Linked DNA regions of Zea mays: region 1 is linked to region 2. The links are chromatin contacts, called in public Hi-C maps. All regions are on one chromosome and are shown on one strand. Each heading gives the region's core, a stretch centred on a gene start, on an enhancer-like site or on the middle of the called end of the contact. The rest is flanking DNA. Distances are from core to core; before and after follow the strand shown. Region 1 holds the start of LOC100282164 (60S ribosomal protein L35a-like). Region 2 holds the start of LOC100283446.

The links. Hi-C and Micro-C count contacts between places; a contact is called where the count stands out from the background.
Region 1: a Hi-C map of tassel shows a contact between it and region 2, with 7 times the contacts expected there. The contact joins the promoter of LOC100282164 here to the promoter of LOC100283446 in region 2. A contact is called at or near these places in 7 of 25 Hi-C or Micro-C datasets (ear, endosperm, leaf and 1 more).

The regions. Positions count from the first base shown.
Region 1 is chr7:100,374,198-100,378,879 of Zm-B73-REFERENCE-NAM-5.0, forward strand. LOC100282164 (60S ribosomal protein L35a-like) reads right to left here and starts at 2,288. Exons shown (of 4, transcript NM_001155076.2): 1 at 2,159-2,288; 2 at 1,830-2,058; 3 at 1,700-1,742; 4 at 128-443. The coding sequence starts at 2,226. The coding sequence ends at 1,701.
Region 2 is chr7:100,038,395-100,043,457 of Zm-B73-REFERENCE-NAM-5.0, forward strand. LOC100283446 reads right to left here and starts at 3,224. Exons shown (of 9, transcript NM_001156347.2): 1 at 2,893-3,224; 2 at 1,815-1,825; 3 at 1,511-1,666; 4 at 1,008-1,071; 5 at 770-912; 6 at 476-563; 7 at 220-335; 8 at 1-139. The coding sequence starts at 3,112. It also overlaps the pseudogene LOC103632625.

The DNA of each region.
Region 1 (4,682 bases), core at 1,038-3,537, 330 kb after region 2:
ATTTTAGGATGCTAACGGGATTATGCACTTATTACGCTAGATAGTATCTTCCACAACTGTTTACTGAATAAAAAAGTAAACTAGACCCACACACAAAGGCCCTGTGCCCATAAATTAGAGCCTCTTGTGCCAATAAATTTTGCAGAAATGATATTGAAAGAAGCATCCCAGAGCAGCGTAGAACATTACACATTCATACCAAACGGAACTCCTTTCAATTTGAAGATACTGCAATCAGACATCGATGTAACGGGGCAAATTAAGATCTGCTGCTGGCATAACATTACGACAATAGTTCATCCGTTCGACAACAAATTTTGGCACAACTTCCACAGGTTCAGCACTTGAACAATCTAAGTTACCAACACAAGGCATTTTAAGTTCAGAGAAAAGTGAGAAATAAACACATGGCCATTTCTAGTCCATCTTTACTCCAACAAAACCTGCAGACATATAAGCCAAAAATAGGATAAGCAAAGGCATTGCAGACATATATTCGAATGTGGACAGGAAAAAAGAGATAGAAAGAACTATATTTTGGGACAGATGGGAGTATGAAAAAGGAAATAAACATTCCCTCGATATCAGTGCTTGTATAGAAACATCATTTACTCTTCTCTAGTTCTATATGCCCAATATAAACATAAATGGGCAGACCCAGCACCACAGGCTCCCTTGTTCGGTTCAACCCCAATCCATATGTATTGAGCCGGATTGAGGGGGTTTCAATCTCTAGTAAGTCAAAATCTCTCCAAATCCGTATCAATCCCCTCCAATCCATATGGATGAAAATAACCGAACAAACCCTAATAAGTGGGGTTCGGGGAAATTATAAAGAGGCAAGACTTCCCCTGCAAATGCGAAGAGGCTGCTTCAAACCCTCTATGACTGAGTGAGATAGACATTTCAAGGTGCCTAAAACTAAAAACTGCCTAGTCTAAAAGTGCTCCAAATAGGCATCACTATATCCAATACATAGTGACAGCACAATTAAGAACTGATGCAAAAAGCATTTGATTACTCCAGTGCAAAGAAACAGATACAATCAAATGCTGGTAGGCATCTAATAAATAAAACAGAATAACTGATAGAAAACTGGAAAAGATTATTTAGAACTATATACTCCATCCATAATAGTAAAGTTTCCACAAGGGTAAACTTTTCCACCATATTTCACCGTTCCCATTCCTCACAGTTAATTTTCCTAATATTGATTTATGATTCACAAGGAGTATGTATTTTTTGCTACTAGAAATGTAGCTACATTTGTGAACAGAGGAACTATTACTGAACTAACAAACTAAACAATGTATATTCCACGTGTGTTTGGTACCATTGAGACATGTAAAGACTGAAAGTTTTAACTTGGCGTTCTAAGCTAATTGAATTAATCACTCAGCAAACTATAAACTCACTGAATACAAGCAGTATCAACATGAGCACACCAAACTACAAAAGCCGAAATTTCTCAGATGAATAGACACTGTTTGCTGCTATAGACTCAATGTGACTACTAATAAACAACCGTAACCACAAATAATGATGCGTTTTAACCACCTAAAAGTGCTAGACCATGGACTACAGCAATGGCCAGTGCAGTCTACGCAAAATTCGTTGTCATATCATTCGATCACAAACAACAAATTCAAGATCAACCAGCCAAACAAATAGAGAAGATCAGTCGTTTCCGGATCCTAACCTTAGATGCTGCTCGGGTACATGAACACTCTGACCTTGCGCCCCTGCACTCAAATAAAAACAGCATCAGGAGAGAGACCAACCATCAATTGGGATCAGGCATCAAACAGCTTAGAGGTTGCGTCACTGACCATGGACTCAGGCGGGAGGTTGGACATGAACTTGGCACGGACGACGCCCGAGTTTCCGTGCGGACGGGTGACCTTGCCCCAGATGCACCTGTAGCGGGTCTCATTGCTCTTGGTCTTGGCCTTGTAGATGTACGCCATGCGCTTGCCAGCGTACCACGCGACATCCTCCTTGGTGTTCACCCCCTCGATCTGCACGAGAGACGTGGTCTCGTACTGGTTCGACTTGGACCTGCGCAGCCACCACCGCAACCACAGTTAGCGGAATCGAACCGAAAAATGACCAGATGCAAGTAGAACAGACGGAGAAGAGGCTGTGGCGTGGATCTCACCTCTTGTATCCAAGGATGGTGCCCCGGACGTAGAGCCTGACGCGCTGTCCCGTGCGTCCCTTCACCATGGCGGCCGCTTGCTTCGTTTTGCGCTTACGCTTCCGCCGCCGGGTAATGCTAGAGAGAGCTCGTGCAGTTTGGGGCCGGAGGTACCTTATATGTAGCAGGGGACGGAGAGAAGAGCGATCTCGATTGACTCGCAGATTCCAACGAACGGTCACGATGTTCCGAAGGGCTGTCTCGAAAATGCTAGGGTTTAAGTCACGAGGGTAAATGGGCCGATTGGTTAATGGCCTTCTGCAGGTTTTTTTAGTCTTTCCATCTGGGCCAAGATGGGCCGGTCTAGCAACATGACGAGGCTAATTGCAAATAGGACGTTTCGTTCCATGTTAACTCATTGATATGGTCCTAAGGGTTTAGGTCGTACACTCGCACTAGTATCTTGTGTGCCGTGACAACATATAAATTATTCAATAAATACAACATATAAATTATTCAATAAAATATTAATACATAACATACATTAAAAACATGCTTCAACTTCTTCTACCATCAGTTGTATATAATGAAAATGTAATGAGCATTAATAGGTTTAAGAGATAAATATATGTGAATTGCTTCTTTTTCTATGAATAATTAATTCATTTTCTTTTTTCGAATGATTGGGAGTATAGTATATAGACAAACATTAATACAAAGGCCATCAGTTGCACGGCTAGGGAGACGAGTAAGGTGTGGCACGTGGGTTGCTCGGGCCGATTGTGTTGGGCCGTTACGTGGGAGAGAGAGTGTAGACACACGACATATATGATTCACGTGTGACACGACGACGGTGGAAACTGTCGCACCCGGTTTTGGAAGGTAAACCGAATGCGAACCATGTACGTGCTAGGATTAGAAACTCACGTACACAGCGATTACATAATTGGACATCATCACACAATGCTCAAAGTAAATAGCGGAAAAATACTTTATTACAACAAGATGTCCAAGACATCCACTGAGTCTAAAATATAGTCATTAACATCAAAGCGCGGAAATACGAAACGTAGAAGATAAGGCCTTCACAGGCAGCTGACTGGGGGTTTGCCACTAAGATAAACTAGAACTCATCGTAGTCCTGAAACTCCTCAAAATCCTCCATGTTGCCAGCATCTCCTCCTAAGCACTGAGTAAAGTGGGGACAACCTGGTGTGGGGTAGTTTGTAAAGCAAGGGTGAGTACACATCAACGTACTCAGCAAATGTCCCGTTTGGCTAAAGTGGACTAGCTTTATGTGGAGTTAAGGTTAAGCAGTTGCTTTTAGTTGGTCAAGTATTTATTACTACTAGTAGAGCCAAGTTTTAGTAATAAACCCATTTATTACCCAAATGTACTCCCTCCAAGAGGAAATACCAGAGATCATAATTATACCATCATCATTAATCATCATCGTAAAAGTAACCAAAGTTCTTCTAATCAAAGAGGATCCCAAGGCCGCTCATAACCGTGAGCACGGCTGATATACCAGTTTCTAACACTCTGCAGAGGTCGCATACTTTACCCACAAGTCGTGATTCACATTCTGCCCGGAAAGAGCCAATCTCCATTGACCACTACCCATGTGGCCTGGCAGGGTATCACTACGTAGCCTTTACAAAGATTTCCCAGAGGTCGTAGCCGCTCGTTAGGTTTCTCCAGTTTGATAAACACAGTACCTCTCCCCAAAGGAAGGGTGACTAACAAAACCGAATCAAGAACCTCTGCAACCAGCCTCGGTAGAGCAAGTACTGTGCCCGGACCCCATTGACGACCCTACGACGAAGCCAAGTACTCCTCTGGTTCCTCTAATTAATCAGCTAAGGGTGTCCCATTCCACCCTCATGGTTGCACTGTTATCCCGGGTTGTCACTCCCCAAACAGGTCCTTACGGAGAGGTACTTAGGAAACAGCTTCAGTCCCCTAAAGTATCACAAGAACATCATCGGGATAACATCATCGTATCATAATATTCACACCATGTTCATTGATTAAAGTAAAGTAATAGCATAAAGCTAATCATGATAACCCAAAAGGTAAACAAGGATAAGGTAAATACAGACTAGTCAATCATTAGGTTTCAATAATGTAACGTGGGACGGTGAATTATAAGTATGTAGGACATAATAGGTCAGAGGACACTTGCCTTCACCAGGTTGTTGCTCAGGAAGATCTTCGGCAACACACTTAGGAACCACGGGCTGCTCGTTGTCTAAATAAAGCAATCATACATTCAATACATTTGGAAAGTACAAATAAACAGCACACCAAACATGTACAATCAAGTGAACACAAGTTTGATAAGACACTATGAACATAAAGGGTAGATTTAAATGCTAGGGATTAATATAATTAGAGATCATTGATTCCCTAGATATTCTGGACTATTTAGTTTAGTTCTACTAATTTTAGTGAGACACAAAATTATACCAGGGATCAATTCATACCCAACATTTTATTAATCTCACAACATTATCCATATAAATACCATTAACCTTTTCCTTTT
Region 2 (5,063 bases), core at 1,974-4,473:
CCATCAGCTTATGGCATTTGGTGAACGACACGTCAAAGTATGCGACAAGAGCATGAATGTAATCATTCCGCTCTGCTACCAGCTTGAATGGTACAGTAAAGGACGCGTCACCTGGGGTCATTTTGGAGATATCCATTGTCTGAAATACATAGGATTTGAGATCAAATGTCACCCGACGAAAAATGAGGAAGCTATTGCCTTGGTTAGGGATGCAAATACCTTCAGTAACTGGCAGTTAGTGACAATCTGATTTGCATCCACTGTATCTACCAGTGGCTCCATCATCGCCTGTTTCTTTATGCAGCTCATATCAAATCCATATACATTATTCCAAACTGCAAAAAGGGTAACAGAGAACCCAAATAGAACTTCATTACTAAATAAATACCCAGTGAAAATGCTGATACCAAAGGTTTTAAAAGGAAATAAGACTCATGTTGACAGGTTTAACGAACCATGTACCCAAGGAACTTACATTCAATTTTGTCTTCCTTATATTCTGCGTCTTCAATCGCAGTAAGACGCAAAGAAGTCCTGTCTGGCAGGACCACACCACCATCAGCCTACAGAAAAGTAGCACAACCTAAGCTGCCCTCAGAAAGTTCAAATATTTTACAGAACGACAGATAAGGATATTCATAGACAATCAAATTGTATTTTGTAAAAAAATGCTAAAAAGAGAATAAACACAATGAATCAAACAGGTAACATCAATAGTGAAGAACAGAATCTGAAAATTGTACTGATGATTTTATAAAGGATCGCTTACAAGCCATTTATCACGTGCATATAGGACAGTGTTCAACATATTCTCGAACAGGAGGAAATAGCCCATCCACTCTGAGATGATGACATCTACTTTTGGGACTGGAAGTTCTATTTCTTCCACTTTCCCTTTTATTACAGTTATGACTGCACAGATGAAAATAATTGTAAGAATACATCATAGCCAAATAAGCATTATATGTAGGTACAGAACAGAGAGTAATATGATGACAGGAATTCACCATCTGAATATCCATTTGATTTTACAATTTCCTGTGCCATGTCTGCCATCTGGGAACATTCAATCTGTAAAAGATCAGATCATTATATATTAGTAAAAGAACAGGTACTTAAATTAAAAGCATGTTTATAAGATGTCAAGATGACAGAAGAACAGTGGCAAAGAATAGATAAAAAATGGCAGCAAAATAGAAGGATTGAAGTAAAAAAACGCAGTCACAAGATGCCAAGATAATAGACAAATGGTGTCCAACAAGAAAGCAAAATACATACCCTAAACTATAGAACTTCATATACTAAACTACATGTTGTCAATATTGCAAACCCTCCATTTGTAGACAATGAACATATTCCACATGAAAATGGCCATCCAATTTTTTAACAAAAAAGGAGGAAAAAACACTTTTTTCAGCAAATAAGTGTTGCGGAAATGCGTATGTTGCATTGGATTTGTGGCCACACAAGAAGGGAAATTGAAAACATGAACAGAAGTCAACCAACTAACCGCATAGACATGTTTAGCTCCTGCTTTTGCACAGAAAAGAGAAAGAATTCCAGTTCCAGCACCAACATCAAGGACTACTTTGTTCTTGATAAGAAAGCTACTCTGGGTGATAACATTTTGATATGTTTTTGTCCGAACGACATCTTTTAGCATTTCCTGCAGTCAGCACATGCAAATAATTGGCATCTCCACTGCATAGGCATACTGACTTCAAATATTTCAAATTAATGAGATATTAGATGCTTGTAAAACGTGGTGCTAATAAGCTACCACCACATGTAAGGTTTCTTGAAGAACCACTTACTTCATGAATACCTGCAAAACAAAGAACATGGGAAACCTTAATAAGCATCGACTTCATTGAACAGTGAAGCATGATTAGTTGAGTAAATAACTGAACTTACTGTATAGAAACAGAACACAGCAGGTAAATTTAAAAAATGATAGCATATACGGTTATGGTGGGAAAAAAACTAGTACAAGAGTAGGATATATGGACTCGTGCTACATGAATCAGGTGATGACAAAATCAGAAATTCCAATAATTCAGTTCTAATGTTTCTCTTCCTCAAAACAGCACTAAAGTAGCCTAAAGTATACCATAGATGAAAAAGAGGCTAGCGGAAGAGTACACAACACTTCAACAACAACATTCATACAATTAATTACATTCCTTACAACAATTCAACAGAACAAGAATACATCTTTGGCGCCTTTATTTTCTACCACACCACACTGACCACCAAACATTTAACTACACATTGGCTGAATAATAGCCACATCAAAGTATGGAGCCACTGAAGCTATGACTAACTGCCCTGTGTCAGTTGTAAAACTAGATTGTAAGTAGTAGCTAATGATCAGAACTTCAGGAAAGATCAATTTTCAGCCGAGAAACAACTTCAGTCAAACATTTATCATTTGGTGGAGCACTGAAAAGCCACACGCAGTACAGAACCAACAAAACAACAATCTTTCGGTTCCTCCGCAGAGACCAATGATTAATGAAAGCTCTGGTTGATGATCAATCACATCAATACTCGATTATATAATATATACAATGATAAACTATCAGAAGTGCCAACATACAGGCAACAAAATACACAAGAAAATATTTTTGCTGCTTGGCCATCAGCACCATCTAAATTCTTCACTCGAACTAATACTGAAATGAATAATGACTCCTACAAATAGTTAATGCACACTAAACAGGCTCCAAATTCGTGCAGGCAAAGGCCCATCCTTTTCCCCACTTACAACCATACGTGAAACTATGTCACTCCCTTGGACCCATAAGCAAACCAGGGTCGAAGCTTCCGATACACAAAAACATACAAATCTGCGGGAAAATAGCGCGAAATGAACAGAAGGGGCGCGCGTACCGAAGTGGGAGTAGGAGTCGAAGTAGTAGTCGGCGCTGGTCTTTTCGCTTCCAATCACCTCCGCCGCCGCCTGCTCGTCTTCCACCCCCGCGTCGAAGCTCTCTTCCACCTCCATCCCCACCTCTTCCGCCTCCTCGTCGGATTCGACCCTCAGCCGCGACGCCGTGGCCTCGACCAGGCTGCCGTTGGCGTCGCGGTTGCCGCCCTTGCGCCGATCCATGGATCTCTCGAGAGCGTCGCGAGTTCGTGGCGCGCCGCAAAACAGGGGAGGAGGGAAAGCTAGGGTTTTGTGAGAGGGAGAAGGGTTTGGTCAAAAGAGGCTTTATAGCCACGGTGGCGCAAATATCTGCCCATCCTGGATTCAGCAGCTCACAACAGTCACAGGCTCACAACCTGACATACCACAACGGAGCGTCCACAATATAAACCAGTTGGAGCCTTCTACTCCTAGACAAAATGCAACTGTTTTATTAACTGAAGCTAAAGCTAGTACCATATTCTTACATTGGGATGATACAAATTATTCGATTATCGATATCGGTCCAGTTTTGAATACAACTTAAGGGCTTGTTTGTTTACCCCAGATTATATAATCTCGATTAAATAATCCTAAGAGACAAACAAACAGTCCAGCTTATTTGCTCAGATTATATAATCTAACCCCTTAGATTATGATAATCCATAAGCAAGTGAGGAGGTGCTTATTTCAGATTATTTTTTCCCACTTCCCCACTACCCTTTCAAATTTCCTAGAAATTACCCATTATTGCCATTATAATCCACTGAATCGTTTTTGCGCCTATCCGACATCCAGCGACCAGCAAATCCAGCATAGTTCCTCCTTGACTCCTCCTAACCCTAGCCGCCAGGCTCCAGGTGCCCTTGTCTGGTTCTAGTGCGAGTCCGTGACCGTGACCCACCGTCCGACGGCCATTGCCGTTGCTATCTGCGCCTCCGCGGTCCGCCCAGGAAGTTGCTGGCTTGCTGTCGTCCGCCAGGCACACTACTTCTTCGGCCAGCGGTCCAGTCCACGGACTCTAGGCCATTTCTGTTGCCGCGTGGACGCGTGGAGTTAGCCTCAGTCACTATGGTGCACTAGTGGCATCGATCGGGTTAGTGTTTTTACCCTTGCATCATTTGGTCTTAATCTCATGGAGACCTTTTTTTGTTTGCTGTCCACACTAGACGCGTTGATTTTTTTTGTTTGCTCTTTGCTGCCCTCATGGATCTTGACGAGTTGACAGGATTGTGGTGCACCAACTCAACGGAATCACGGAAGCTACAGGCCGAGAGCTACTGTGGTGCTGGCTGGCTGACGCCTGACGGAAACTACAGACCGAGCGGCTGAGGTGTAGCTTTCAGAATTCCAGATCCAGTTGAAATTATTGTTTGGTGCTAAAATTATTATTTGAGGTTGTTGGAATGTTAAATTATGATAAATTTCTATTACATTGCTATTGGAATGTTGCTGAAATTTTAGTGGGCGGGCGGGGGCAGCCGATTCCAGCCGCAGATCAGCTGGGGCGCCTAATTTTTCTCTGCAACTATCCTGCCGAGATCCAGAGTGCGACCATCTAATTGCTACAATGCTACTCTATCTACAGGTGTATTGTGATGGATCCTCCGTCGGAACCAGCAAACATTGAATCAGGAGTTGGTGATGTTACGGCACCTGAACGAGGCAGACCAACCATGGTACGTGGTTCCATGACGGCAGGTCGTCGTGGCGCAGGATTTACACTGGCAGGGCGTAGTGCCGGTCATGGCACTAGTTCTGTCAAACGTGGTGTGATACGCGGTAGTAGGAGTGCCGGAAGGAGCATTCGTGGTGGCCGAAGTGTTGGTATTGACATCGATTTAAATGCTCAAGGTCGGGAAGATGATGAACCAATTGAAGTTGAAGCTGAAATTACTGCAAATAATTCGGTGAGTAATTTTCTAACACATGGCCATTGCTAATTTGTAGACATTTGTAATGTTCATATGTGATATGCTTGTACATATATTTTCGTATAGAAGGAGAAATATGACAAGGCAGATTGGTCATCCATGAATACTAGAACTTTTTGTGAAATATGTGTTGAAGAGATTGAAGCTGGTAACAGACCAAATGGAACACTAACTACTGCAGCGTATAAAAATATTTGTGTTAAGTATCGACAAAGAACTGG